Linked DNA regions of Mus musculus: all the other regions are linked to region 3. The links are chromatin contacts, called in public HiChIP or PLAC-seq and promoter capture Hi-C maps. All regions are on one chromosome and are shown on one strand. The core of a region is the stretch at or near the end of the contact, and the rest is flanking DNA. Distances in the headings are between cores, read along the strand shown.

Evidence for each region. Promoter capture Hi-C pulls out the DNA fragments that hold promoters and counts their contacts. HiChIP or PLAC-seq counts read pairs in DNA pulled down with a chosen protein or histone mark.
Region 1: a contact with region 3 is called in a promoter capture Hi-C map of liver, with 2.2 times the contacts expected there. The contact joins the promoter of Phc1 here to the promoter of Slc6a13 in region 3. A contact is called at or near these places in 5 of 39 promoter capture datasets (cranial neural crest, frontonasal cranial neural crest, hippocampal neurons and 2 more).
Region 2: a contact with region 3 is called in a promoter capture Hi-C map of hippocampal neurons, with 3 times the contacts expected there. The contact joins the promoter of Apobec1 here to the promoter of Slc6a13 in region 3. A contact is called at or near these places in 2 of 39 promoter capture datasets (hippocampal neurons and liver).
Region 4: a contact with region 3 is called in an H3K4me3 HiChIP or PLAC-seq map of stem cell-derived neural progenitor cells, with 5 times the contacts expected there. The contact joins the promoter of M6pr here to the promoter of Slc6a13 in region 3. A contact is called at or near these places in 14 of 39 promoter capture datasets (the 3T3-L1 cell line, 3T3-L1-derived adipocytes, the SN4741 cell line and 8 more), 1 of 484 Hi-C or Micro-C datasets (embryonic stem cells) and 3 of 115 datasets of contacts at active chromatin or transcription factors (embryonic stem cells, pro-B cells and stem cell-derived neural progenitor cells).

The regions. Positions count from the first base shown.
Region 1 is chr6:122,338,180-122,341,233 of GRCm38.p6, reverse strand. It overlaps Phc1 (polyhomeotic 1), which reads left to right and starts at 1,577. Exons shown (of 16, transcript NM_001355215.1): 1 at 1,577-1,636; 2 at 2,754-2,762. The coding sequence starts at 2,759.
Region 2 is chr6:122,600,862-122,603,792 of GRCm38.p6, reverse strand. It overlaps Apobec1 (apolipoprotein B mRNA editing enzyme, catalytic polypeptide 1), which reads left to right and starts at 1,349. Exons shown (of 8, transcript NM_001134391.1): 1 at 1,349-1,536.
Region 3 is chr6:121,298,661-121,301,691 of GRCm38.p6, reverse strand. It overlaps Slc6a13 (solute carrier family 6 (neurotransmitter transporter, GABA), member 13), which reads right to left and starts at 1,404. Exons shown (of 15, transcript NM_144512.3): 1 at 1,363-1,404.
Region 4 is chr6:122,307,368-122,310,082 of GRCm38.p6, reverse strand. M6pr (mannose-6-phosphate receptor, cation dependent) reads right to left here and starts at 1,363. Exons shown (of 7, transcript NM_010749.7): 1 at 917-1,363.

The DNA of each region.
Region 1 (3,054 bases), core at 328-2,827, 1.0 Mb before region 3:
GGCTCGGCAGCAAACCCTTTCACCTCTCCACACCCATGTTCCTGCCTCTCCAGTCCTTTGGCTGCCCTTTGGGATTTGCATACCCGTTTAACAGGTTCCTAGAAGCCTCCTAAAGATCTTACTTTACGGAGATCTGGCTATACCAATTAAGAGAGGGAGTTGAAACAAACACAAATGCATCAATTTATAATGAGAATGCCTCTCCCCCCCCCCCCCCCCTTAAATACAAATTAATTACACCTGGGTTTTCAATCTAGAGTGGGCTCAAGAAAACAACTAATTATGGCTGAGGTTAGCAAAAGATACAAATCCCAGCTATTATCACAAGGTAACACCCTACGGCAGGTAAAAGGTTAAGGAGAGCAGCTGTCTTTGCTAACAATGCTCTGGTTTAAAAAAAAAAAAAGCTTCCAAGAGTGGCCAGCACACAGTAGGTGTTCTAAGAGCTCTGAGAGACTGAGAATAATTAAATCCTGTTAAATTTGTGTTGCAAATAAAACGGGCCTCCCCCACCATATGCTCAGCCTTCCCAAAGGCAGCACCATTGTTCATCTCTTTACACCCCGCCTTTTCCATTGTTTTGGGCGTTGTGATTCTTTCACGTGTGCGTGTGACTTAAAGAGATTCCGAAGCACACAATCAACCCTGACGTCACAGACTTAAGTATTATTCAAAGCAAGTTGCTTCAGGTTCCTGCTTTTTAATGAACTGCTGCTTCTAACGGGTTCAGTTTCTGTGCGGCGTTGTTTCCCGCCTTCTTGGAGTTGGGGCGAGGGATTAAACACTCAGCATTCTCTCGCCGTTCCCTCTATCTCAAAGTTTTTCTTTTCTCCTCTTCCCTTCCCTTTGCTCTATTTCCTTTCACAGGCCGTCGTTTCTCAAGGGTCTTTGCTCCGCTTCCTCCCTCTGTGCCTGCTGGTCCCTTTGATCCTTTCTTTCGAGCCCCTATTCCCAGAAGCTGCAGAAAATACCTTCTTTTTTTCCCCCCCTTTCACGTCACTTCCCTCCCCTCTCCCCATCTCCCTCTCTTCTCCGAGGTGAGTCCCCCTCTAGAGGCCAGCGCTTTCTTAGACGTCTGCTTTCAGACGGCGAGCGGAATTCGAAGAGAGAGAAGGGGGGAAGAAAGGAGGAGAAAGAGAGCCAGAGCCAGGGGGAGAAAAGAAAAAGAAAAACAAACAAAAAAAACCCCACTCGGGCCTAGAGCGCGGAGGCCGGGGAGCAGCGTCGCCATGGCAACGGGCGCCGACAGGAAGCGAGGGACGCGCGCGAGGGCGGGCGCGGGGAGGGGGCGGGCCGGAGGAGGGGTCGGCTGCCCCGGAAGCACCTCCCCGCAGCCCCCTCCCCGCCGGCCCGCGGCCCCCCGGCCTCGGCCCCCCACCCTCGCGGCGGGGCAGGAAGTGACAGGCCCGCGCGAGCCCCCGGCCTGGCGGAGCCGCGGCGCGGCCAGCACCCGGACGGCGGGAGGGGCGGGGAGCGGCGGCCGCGCCGGGCACCTCCCACCGCGCCTGGGCCCCCGCCCCTCCAGGAAGGGGAGGAGGCGGCGCGCCGCCGCCGAGGCCGAGCGACCCCCCCCCCCTCCCCCGCCCCTGAGGTGGACGCCCCCCGCGAGGACTCGGGTGCGGAGCCGGGCGCGAAGGTAACCGGGCGGCCGCGGGCCGGGGAGGGGCCGCATCCCGGGGTCTCGGCGGCGCGGGGATGTTTCCTCAGCCACCTCGGCGTGTGCAACGCCCAGGTACCTCCCCCAGCCGCGCTCCTGCCTCCCGCTCTGCTGCGCTTTGCGGTGCTTGGGTGCTGCGCGTCCCGGTCTTCGTGCTTTGCGCTCGCTGTGCTCGGTGCTGTCTGTCCGTCACCTCGTTGCCTCTGACCGCTTCTCATTCATTTCTCCCTTCCCCGACTTTGGTCCTTCCATCCGAGCATGCTGTCTGGTTATCTCCCTGCTTCTCGCGCTCCGCCGGGCTCCCCGATCTCCCAGTTCCTCGACTTCTGTGCCTCCCCTGCTTGGCTCCCTACTATTAGAATATACATTTCCCTGCTTACCAAGTCCGCTCGCTTCGGGCACAGCACTGTATCCACCCCTTTCTCCTGGTGTGTTTGATTTCTCTTTGGAAATGCATTTTTTTTTTTTTAATCACGCTTCTGTGAAGAACAAGAACCCCTGGGAGTCTTTCCGAGGCGCCCCTCAACCCTTGCTTCTCACTCCATTCTTACTGCAACAGAGTTTTATACTCAAGGGTATTGACTTCTTCCAACACCTGACCCAATAGGCCCAGTAGTATGTCTACCTCAATATTAATTTCTAGTTCCTTCCCATCGGTGTGCGTCTTCCCCAGTTGAGTCCTTAAACACACCCACACCCAAAAGGTGGGAACGTTTAGGGTGGCCTTTGACTCTTAGTTTTAATTTTTGATTGAGTTTGCCACCTAAACGGTGTGCTCTCTTCACTTTCTATACTGAATCTGGAACTCACAACATTCATTGAAAAATGAGGATTTTAAGATAGATTTGTGTGCCTGCGAGGTTTTTGATGGCAGTTTCCCTGGTGAAAAGACTTTAAAATTGGCCCTCTCTGTTTCATTATCTGGGGGAAATGAGGGGGTCATCGAATTGATGAACGTGTTTTATATAAGGCTCTATTGCAAGTAACAGGGTCTTACGTCTCTGAGTGCAGTGAGATAACTCCAGTAATCTGTACAACTGTGCCATGCTGCCTCTAATCCTTACCCACTTTTTTTCCTTCACATGCTGATATTGAGGATTCATGGGTCTGTATCTGTTTAGTGCTTTGATATTTTGGCAAAAGATGTGGGGAGAAAGGTAGACTGAAGTTGATAGAATACCCTCTCTGTACCTCTTTCATTTTATCCGTGTGTGGAGTGGCATTTGTTCGGTCCCAGAGTTAAGTGATGTAGAGATGCTGGGAAGAGAATCCAGAGAAAACTCCACTTCAGGGGCCAAGGTTGAGACTTTTGACTTTTGTTTACTTGTTTGGGATTAATTCCTGAGATAAATCCATTCATCTAATGAAACTAGAGATAGCCCCTAGCAGAAATTATG
Region 2 (2,931 bases), core at 100-2,599, 1.3 Mb before region 3:
GAAGAAGAAAAGAAAAGAAAAGAAGAGGAGAGAAAAATAGTAAAAACCTTGTTGAAAGGATATTGGTGGGGTGGCCCACACCTTTAATCCCAGCACTCAGGAGGCAGAGGCAGGTGGAACTCTGAGTTGAGGCTAGCGTGGTCTATATAGAGAGTTATAGACAGCCAGAGCCACATAAAGAAATCTTGTCTCAAAAAGTAGGAGAAAAAAAGAAGAAAAGAAGAGAAAAATAGTAAAAACCTTGTTGAAAGGATATTGGTGTGGTGGCCCACACCTTTAATCCCAGCACTCAGGAGGCAGAGGCAGGTGGATTTCTGAGTTTGAGCCAGCCTGGTCTATAGAGTGAGTTCCAGGACAGCCAGGGCTACAGAGAAACCCTGTCTGGCGGGGTGGGGGGGGAGAAAGAAAGAAAAAAAGAAAGGAAGGAAGGAAGGAAGGAAGAAAAAAAGAAAGGAAGGAAGGAAGGAAGGAAGAAAGAAAGAAAGAAAGAAAGAAAGAAAGAAAGAAAGAAAGAAAGAAAGAAAGAAAGAAAGAAAGAAAGAGAAGGGACCAGACTGAAGCCATTTTGAATAAAACTTTCATTTTGAACAGAGGTCAAATAAGTTTAAGTTCCCAAGACCTCAGTGTTGAACTGACATCCTGTCTGGCAAGTTGAGACATGATTGCTAGGCAAGTCTCCCACCACAGTCGAATAAACCAAACAGTAGGAACAGGATGAATGTACCACAAAGACAAGTTCCTAGGGAAGACTTCTATCCCTAGATCCTAATTTGTGGGATAACTTGGCAGACTTATTTATTTATTTATTTTTAGATTTTTACACCCTAACATTTGGATACCAAACGCTAACCTACTTGAGCCCTTAAGCTGAATTAGCAGCACCTCGGACTGTTTTTCAGTCATCTGGACTCCCGGAGGTGAGCCTGTATTCTGCTTTCTGGTGGAGCCTCTCTAGGACCCAAGAAAGGAGAAAGTGGACGCAGCACTGCTCCGAGGGTCAGAGGAGGACAGGAGACGGCCCGCTTTTCACTGGTTTCCACTGAGGGAACATTTGCTTCTGGTTCTGGGCATGCTGGATTGCCCATGTCTGTCAGTCTGTGTCTGTGGTTTCATTTAGTTTGAATGTTGCTCTGTGTTTTATATCTGGAAAAACGGGCCAAAGTTCATCTGCTGGTTGTTCACCTCTTAGTATTTACCCATCTCAAGGATTTTCGGGGGGGGGTGTGGGGGGAAGCGGCCGAATCGGGACAACAACAACAATAATAATAACAACAAAAACTGATAAACTGGCACTGTGCCTGCAGCTGAGAGTCCTGCACTGCTGGTAAAGCCCCGCCTCCTGCTCGCCTGATGCAAACCCCTGCCGCCTGATCTAGCTGTTCGAGTTTCTCTAAAAGCGAAACCAGCAGCTCTTAAGCTTTCTGTGGTCAGGAAGCCGGTGCCTACTCCCGCTACAGAACCACGGTGCCCATGAGCGTTGGATTCTGCAGGCAGCAACAGCAAGGCGCTCCTCCCTTGAAATCAGATCAGGAAGAAGTAAGGGAAGTTTTGTCTGTTTTTGAATGTATAAATGTATGTGGCCAGTGCGTGTTTGCTTCTGACTGTTCTGTGTTCTGTATGTATTGGTTATAGATCATTGGCTCATAAGTCGTTGGATATGGTTAAAAATTTTTAGTATCTGTACCAAAAAGTTAACTTAAAACCAGTAACTCAGGGTTGGAGCCATTGTCCAACACATGGGATGGACCAGCCAAGGAAACGGGTCTCCAAAGATACTTTTAAATTGGAATAAGATTTTTATATAATTTCTGATCTGTCTTAAAAACCAAGTTTATAGAAAAAACTAGGAGGTATTTAAGCTGTATCTCCATGCGTTCTTATACAAGAACTTTTCTTGCTGTCAACTAAACTTTGTAACATAAAAATAACCCACTTATAATAACTTATAATAACTAACCCCTTTATAATAAAACACTAAGTTGCTTATACTGTTAAAATTTGGTTTTGTCTTCTAAGAATTACGGTTTGTGCTCCATGTCTTCATTCTTTAAAAAGGTACTTTGTTTTTCAAAAAACACACAATTGAGAGATTTTAAACTACTTTAACGAAAATTTTGGAATTTTACAAAAAATCAAAACTGGACATTTTAAAAACAGCTTTTAAAAAATGTTTTCATTTATAAATCTATGAAACATTTTAAATTTTATCAGATATTTTATTGTAATGTCTTTATTAGTATGTTATCTTTATTAATGCATAAATAAAAGACTAAAAATTAGGGTCACAGCTTAACACCAGAGACTGAAAAATTCCTGTCTTATGAGGCAATAAAACAATGACCATAGTCAGTCTGGTGAAGAACTCGGATACTAAAGTATTATAGCATTAAAAAAAAATTGAGAATCACTGGCTTAAAATTATGTTTCAAGATATAACTTAAAACAAATAGGGCTGGAGAGATGGCTCATCGGTTAAGATCACTGACTGCTCTTCCAGAGGTCCTGAGTTCAGTTCCCAGCAACCACATGGTGGTGGCTCACAACCATCTGTAATGGGATCTGATGTCCTCTTCTGGTGTGTCCGAAGACAGCGACAGTGTACTCATATAAATGAATCTTTAAAAAAAAAAAGAAACAACTTAAAGCAAATAACTAAAAATAGATATTTAACTCAGATACACTTGAGAGATACTATCAGAGAGCTGCTGAATATGGCATTTAAGGTATTTAAACTTACTATGACAGAGACTCTCAGATACTAGTAATGACCCCCGGGGTCTCAAGACAATGGACATAGGAACAAAGGACTCCCCCTGGACTGTGGTCCAGAAGTGGAAGCCTATTGGACAGGGAGGGGCAAGGGAGACAGGCTGGAAACTGGATCCAGAACCTCTTTGATTGGGCCCCTTTGCTGACTGCCATATTTACTAC
Region 3 (3,031 bases), core at 155-2,654:
AAGCCCTACCTTAGAAACACCCTATCCTAGACTGAGACTGAGACTGAGAATAAATTCGGATGTGTTTTAAACTTAATGAGCAGCTACCCTGGACTAAGCATTGCACACATGGTCATTTAATTCCTACACCAACCCTGTCATTGTTGAGAAAATGATGGTACATAAAATACCTGCAGCCGCTGCTCTGTTAAGTCAAGTCACTGTTGCCACCTAGGTAGTCAATCGTATGGAGACTTGAAGTCACTCTGCACTTACTGCTCTTTTGGTTCTACCAATGAGCTCTTGTTCGCTGCCTTGGTTTATCAACACACTTAATGTTAGTGACTCCTTCCTCGCTTTGTGCAATGGCTCCTCTTGTTTAGGTCTTTGTTTTAGTTTTTGTGTTTGTTTGTTTGTTTGTTTGTTTGTTTGTTTTGAGACAAGGTCTAATGGCCCAGCTTCTCCAAGGACTTGATCTATAACATAAACTTAAGGTGATTCCTGGGTGCTCAGACTGTGTAACTCAGGCCCTGTGGTTGATTTAGAGTGGCCTCTTTGTAGAGAACTAAGCAGGTGGGCTTTCTCCGAACCCCCAAACAAGTTCAGAGTATGGAACCTTCTCACCAGAAACCTCTCCAAGCCAGAGACTTCCCTTAGGTTCTATCTGCAACCCTAGGGACCAGAAAAGTCAGCCCAAAGGGCCAGGAATAGAAGACATCTCTGATTATTTGACAAGCTGGGGAGTGGGATCCAAATTCGCTGTGGACAAGAAGGTGAAAGTCAAGGTGTTGTTTCTCACCTGACTGACCTGATCTTCTCGGCCTCATGCTGATCCTGGCCTCGCTTCCTAACCATCACAGGGATGCCTTCCTGTGAGGCAAAGCCATCCCACTTGGCCTCATCCCCCTTCCAGCAACCAAGCAGTAACCTTCTGCCTCTTAGCCCCGTGCTTCTCAGGAGCAGTGGAGAAAGCACGGGTTCAGGCATGCCGGGTTCAGACCACAGCCGTCCCTAGCACCCTGCCTGACCCCTGAGGTTAATGAGTAACGCAGCCTTAGTTTGCTGGTCTGTGACAGTGGGAACATTGGCGTAGACTCAGCTGTGAGGCTTGAGTGGAGAGATGAATTCTATATTCACCCTGAAACTCAATCATTCTCCTCTCCAACTAGAATTCTCGACCCCTCCTCTGTCACCCTTAAGTCATGAGCCACCCCTTTCAGAATGTCAAGAGAATAGCAGAAAATGCTTGCACCTGCACACCCAGGAGCGAACCAAGAACACCATCCAGAGGACATCATGGTTGTAAATCCATGGATCCCACCAACCTACATTCTGAGGCCCAGAAACAGGAAAAAGAGAGAAAGAGCAGAGAATATTCCGAACCTTGGTGAAGTTTCTGCCTGAGGTCTTGTCGGAGAATTCTCCAGGGGGCCAGGGAAGGGGCTGGCTATTTAAAGCGTGGCTGGAGACCGCCCTGTGGTGCATGTAATCCTAAACTTGACCCGGCCCACATTCCGCCTCCTGCCTTCCCCCTCCCACGTTCTCCCCTCCCCCTCGGCCACCAGACAATCCGCACATGAGTGATTCCCTGGCCTGGGGACTCTGTCCGCCCTGGCAGTTCAGCCGGTTGCTTGTGATTCTACTACAGCATGTGTCTTGCCACAGCTTGTCTGCCCTTCCCCCTGACTCTGGGATCTCCATAAAGAGATCAGCCAGTTGCCCTGTCTTCCCACAACTCAAGGACTCCTGGGAAGCAGTCAGTAGTAGGTGCTTATTTGGTGAGGTGCTATTAGGATTAATTTAAAAGTATACCAACCTTATCGGGTTCCAAATGGCATTCTAGAAGGGACAATGATTTAGGAAAACAACAATAACCACACATTAGATTACTGAACTGTGAGAAGTCAGTAAAATATCCAACATGCACACAGACACACGCACGTATGTGCACACACAATGTTGAAACGTCTGGAAAAGGTTTCTGAGTTAATAGTGGTTGCACTCAGAACAGAGCTGGGTTAGGAAACGGTAGTTAAGGAGATTTTTCTCTTCCTTTTGAAGCTCCAGTATTGTTTGAATTCTTTGACAATGTTCGAGAACTTTTTTTTTAGCTGCAATCAATGAAATGCCAAGGTTTAAAGCAAAGTCATCAGGGAAGATTTGGCAATGGGAGGCAGACAGCTAGTCACAGGACTTTCTTTCCAGGCAGGGATGACCCTCGGAGGTGGCCGGCTGTTCCTTCAGCTGTGAGTCCCAAGACTAGAGCGCAGTCTTGGGTTCACCACCTGCTGCGAGGCAGTGCAGGGGGACACTGTGTAAGCTTTGGTGCCAGGCAGCACAGGGGCCAAGCACCACATCTGTCACTCGGGAGCTTGGAGTTTTGAGCAGAGCACACAGCTTCTGGAAACTCTCATTCTTGCAGCTATAAGATGAAGACAGTGTTGCGCACCTTGGAAAGTTGCAGGAGATTTCAGGAGAGAGTGGATCTGATAATGTAGCCAGTTCATGAATAGCTACTGATGCTGTTTAAGAATTATTCAGAATGAGCTTCTTGGAGACTTTTTTTTTAATAAAAAAGATTGTATCTTCTACTTTTATTTATGTGTATACGTCTGTGTATGTGTATATCTATGTGGGTGCCCTTGGAGGGCAGGAGAGGGTGTCAGATCCCCTGAGGCTGGACTTCCAAGCAGATGTGGGCCCACGTAGTGAGAGTGCTAGGACTCGAACCCAGGTCCTCTGGAAGGGCAACTAGAGTTCTTAACCACTGAGCCACCTCTCCAGCCTCTGGAAATTATTCTTGTGTTTCGGAAGCCTCTTTTCTTCTTCCTTCCTAACATCCATCTGTCTCATCTTATGGTGTGAAGAAAAAAGATTAAAGGATTCTCAAAGAGAGGCTGCAAATTTGTACTAAAAGCCTAAAGCAATGTGATTGACTCCCTAGCCTTATGCCAAGTGGTACGCACTAGCAGCCTACTAACTGATCTACTAAGTACAAATGGTGACATTTGTACTCTCTAATTACCAGGTAGCTGGAGACCCAAATCGGTGC
Region 4 (2,715 bases), core at 114-2,613, 1.0 Mb before region 3:
TTAAATCAACCTGGATGACTTAATGCCATGAAGGCATTTGTGGTCAAACTTCTGATAAATACAGGCCCAAATAGAGAGCAGGATAAAACTGAAAGCTGGGCAGTTCCTATTTAGCATGGTCCAAAGAGATCCCCAGAGTGCAAGCACTTATAACTCTCAGACGCTGTAAAACAGGATCTTAGGCTCTTGAGAATTCCCCTTTCTTATTCTATAGAGACAGATCTAGTGGCAATGCTGAAACATTCTCTATAGGACGCCGAGTGACTAAGTTAGGGGTTGGGAAACTGCTGACCTCATTCAGCCCTGCACGCATTTTTCCACTCATGGCCGTTTTCCATTTTCTAATGGAGGGCTTTATTTTCTTCCTCCTGGTTCATTGCAGCCAACACGTTTAAGATCAGTCTCAACTGGCAGAAAGGCCCAATGTTTAAAGTGCCCCAAGGAGGTAGTTCTGTGCTTCAAAGTCTCCACAGAAACACAAGACACTCTTGTCACTCTTTTCCACACCATGCTAACAGACCTTCCTCGAACTTCTTCCAGGAGTCTGGAAATTCTCGCCTTCTATCTACTCAAAGTCATACCTTACCCCCAAATGACGCCATGACGCCACTTTACTCCCACGATACAGGTCAAAATTCTCTCTACAAGAATCCAGTTAACACTTCACACATGAGCACTTTCCTTTTCCAACCTTCAAAACATCTCAAATCCCTCTCTGATCTTGGAACTCCTCTTCCTCACTCCTAGAAGTCTGGCGTTCTCCGTTCTCATGCCTTTTGCCTCAAGTCCTCCCTAGGGCTCCCTAGCAGGATCTCCAGCCAGAACCACGGCCAAGCGAGAGTCCTGGTCCGCACCTCCTTCAGTACAGAGGTGTGCGAGGACCCCAGCCCGCTTCCTCCACGCCCCCAACACTCACGTGTCACGGGAAAACAGAGCAACCGCGGCTCAGAAGCCCCCAAGAATGTGTCTCTGAGGTTGGAAGACGCGTCCGGAGATCAGGGGTGCGGGGGCGCAGACCCCAGTCCCTCGATTCCTCTCTGAAGCCAGCGCTTCCCTAGGCGCCTCAATGCGCCCCGCTCCAGAAGCCGGAAACAGGAAGCAGCGAGAGCCTGCTGAGCAACTGCTCCTCCCACTAGACTCCGCGGCGTGTGACCGCAGAACCTTGGTTCCCTGGTCTCTCTTTTGGACGCTGATTGGTCAGCAGCCTAGTTCGCTGTTCCCCGGTCCCATCAACTCCAATCACTCGGAGATTGTCAAGATCAGTTTCTTCTTTTCGGGTCGCCTTTCTACCAATGAGGTTCGAGCTCCGCCTCCAGGGACTCTGGGCGGGCGCTCCTCATCCACGCGGGGTCATGCGCCAGGTGTCCCAATAGGTCTGAAGACAGTACGTGAGGGCGATCTGTGGAACTACAAAGAGTGTCGCTCCTTGGGCTTGCTGGGAGTTGTAGTTCCCTCGCCCGAAGCTCTCTGGGAGTTGTAGTTTCTAGGACTCTTCTGCTACCTTGGTGGCCTCTGTGAGGCGCTGTTTAGCCATCAGTCGGCTGGGCTCGCTTCTGGTTTGCAGTTGACTCTGCTACCCAGACAGTGGAATGTTATAGGTCCTGCCTGTCTTGATTTTCTTTGTTCAGAATTTTCTAATTCTTTCGGGACATAACTATTGTTACTGTTACCTGGGCAATGAATTTTCCTATTGTGGCATCTTGCTAGATAAGCATACTGTCAAAGGCATATATCAAAGGCGCCTGCCCTATGTGTGCCGGCCCTCTAGCCTGTACTTCAGTTTGGGGGGACCCGTGTCTTTGTGCCTTTGGTAAGGTCATTTGAAGACTCCTTGGATTTATTATCCACTTCTCAAGCCCTAGTTGTTCTTAGAGCTTGGTTTGAAACAATTGCGGCTTCCTGGATTCGCTCTCCAGGTTACTCATTTCTTCCTCTGAAGTTTCTTTTGGCTTTAGCTGCTCATGCCCCTTTTACTCTCACGTGCTTTTGCATGCACCTCCCTCACTCTGCTTAGATAGGGATTCATGTCAGAGGTAGAACTGTGCTTAAACTGCTAACACCGTAGTGTCCTATACTTTTTAAAAAAGTTAACTTAAAAGTTTTAATACATTTTAATTAAAGTATAATTACTTCCCCTTCTTCTGACTTTTTCCTTCTTCCATTTCTTTCGAAGGCCCCTTCACCCAGCTCTCCCCATGTCCCCCACTCAGACTGATGGTCTCATCTTCTTTAATTGTTATAGTTACAAATATTTGCATAGATACACTACAACCTGCTGAATCTGTTTATGTTTGTATGTACATGATTTCAAGGATGATCACTTTGTATGGCATAGCCTCACTTCTCTGTTAGCATATTGATATCGCCATTGTTTAGATCTTGTTTTTGCCACCATTTCTATGAGACTGTTTCACACCAGACATCCTGGTATTGCAGCTCTTACGGTTTTTCCAGCCCCCCTCTTTTTTTATGTGTCCTGAGTCATAGATGCAGGAGCTGTGATGTAGAGGTAGCCACTGTGGCTAGGCCCCTCACCACCTGCTGATCTCTGCACCGTGTCCTGTCATGGTTTTCTGTGATGGTCTGTAGTGAGAATTTTGGAATTTTGGCTTCTTTAACACAGAAAACAATTTTAAGAACATATTTCCATTTTGATCCCAGGTGTGGGATTTGGGGCTGCTTCAGATTGTCCACAACAGCTGGCTATGATATTTG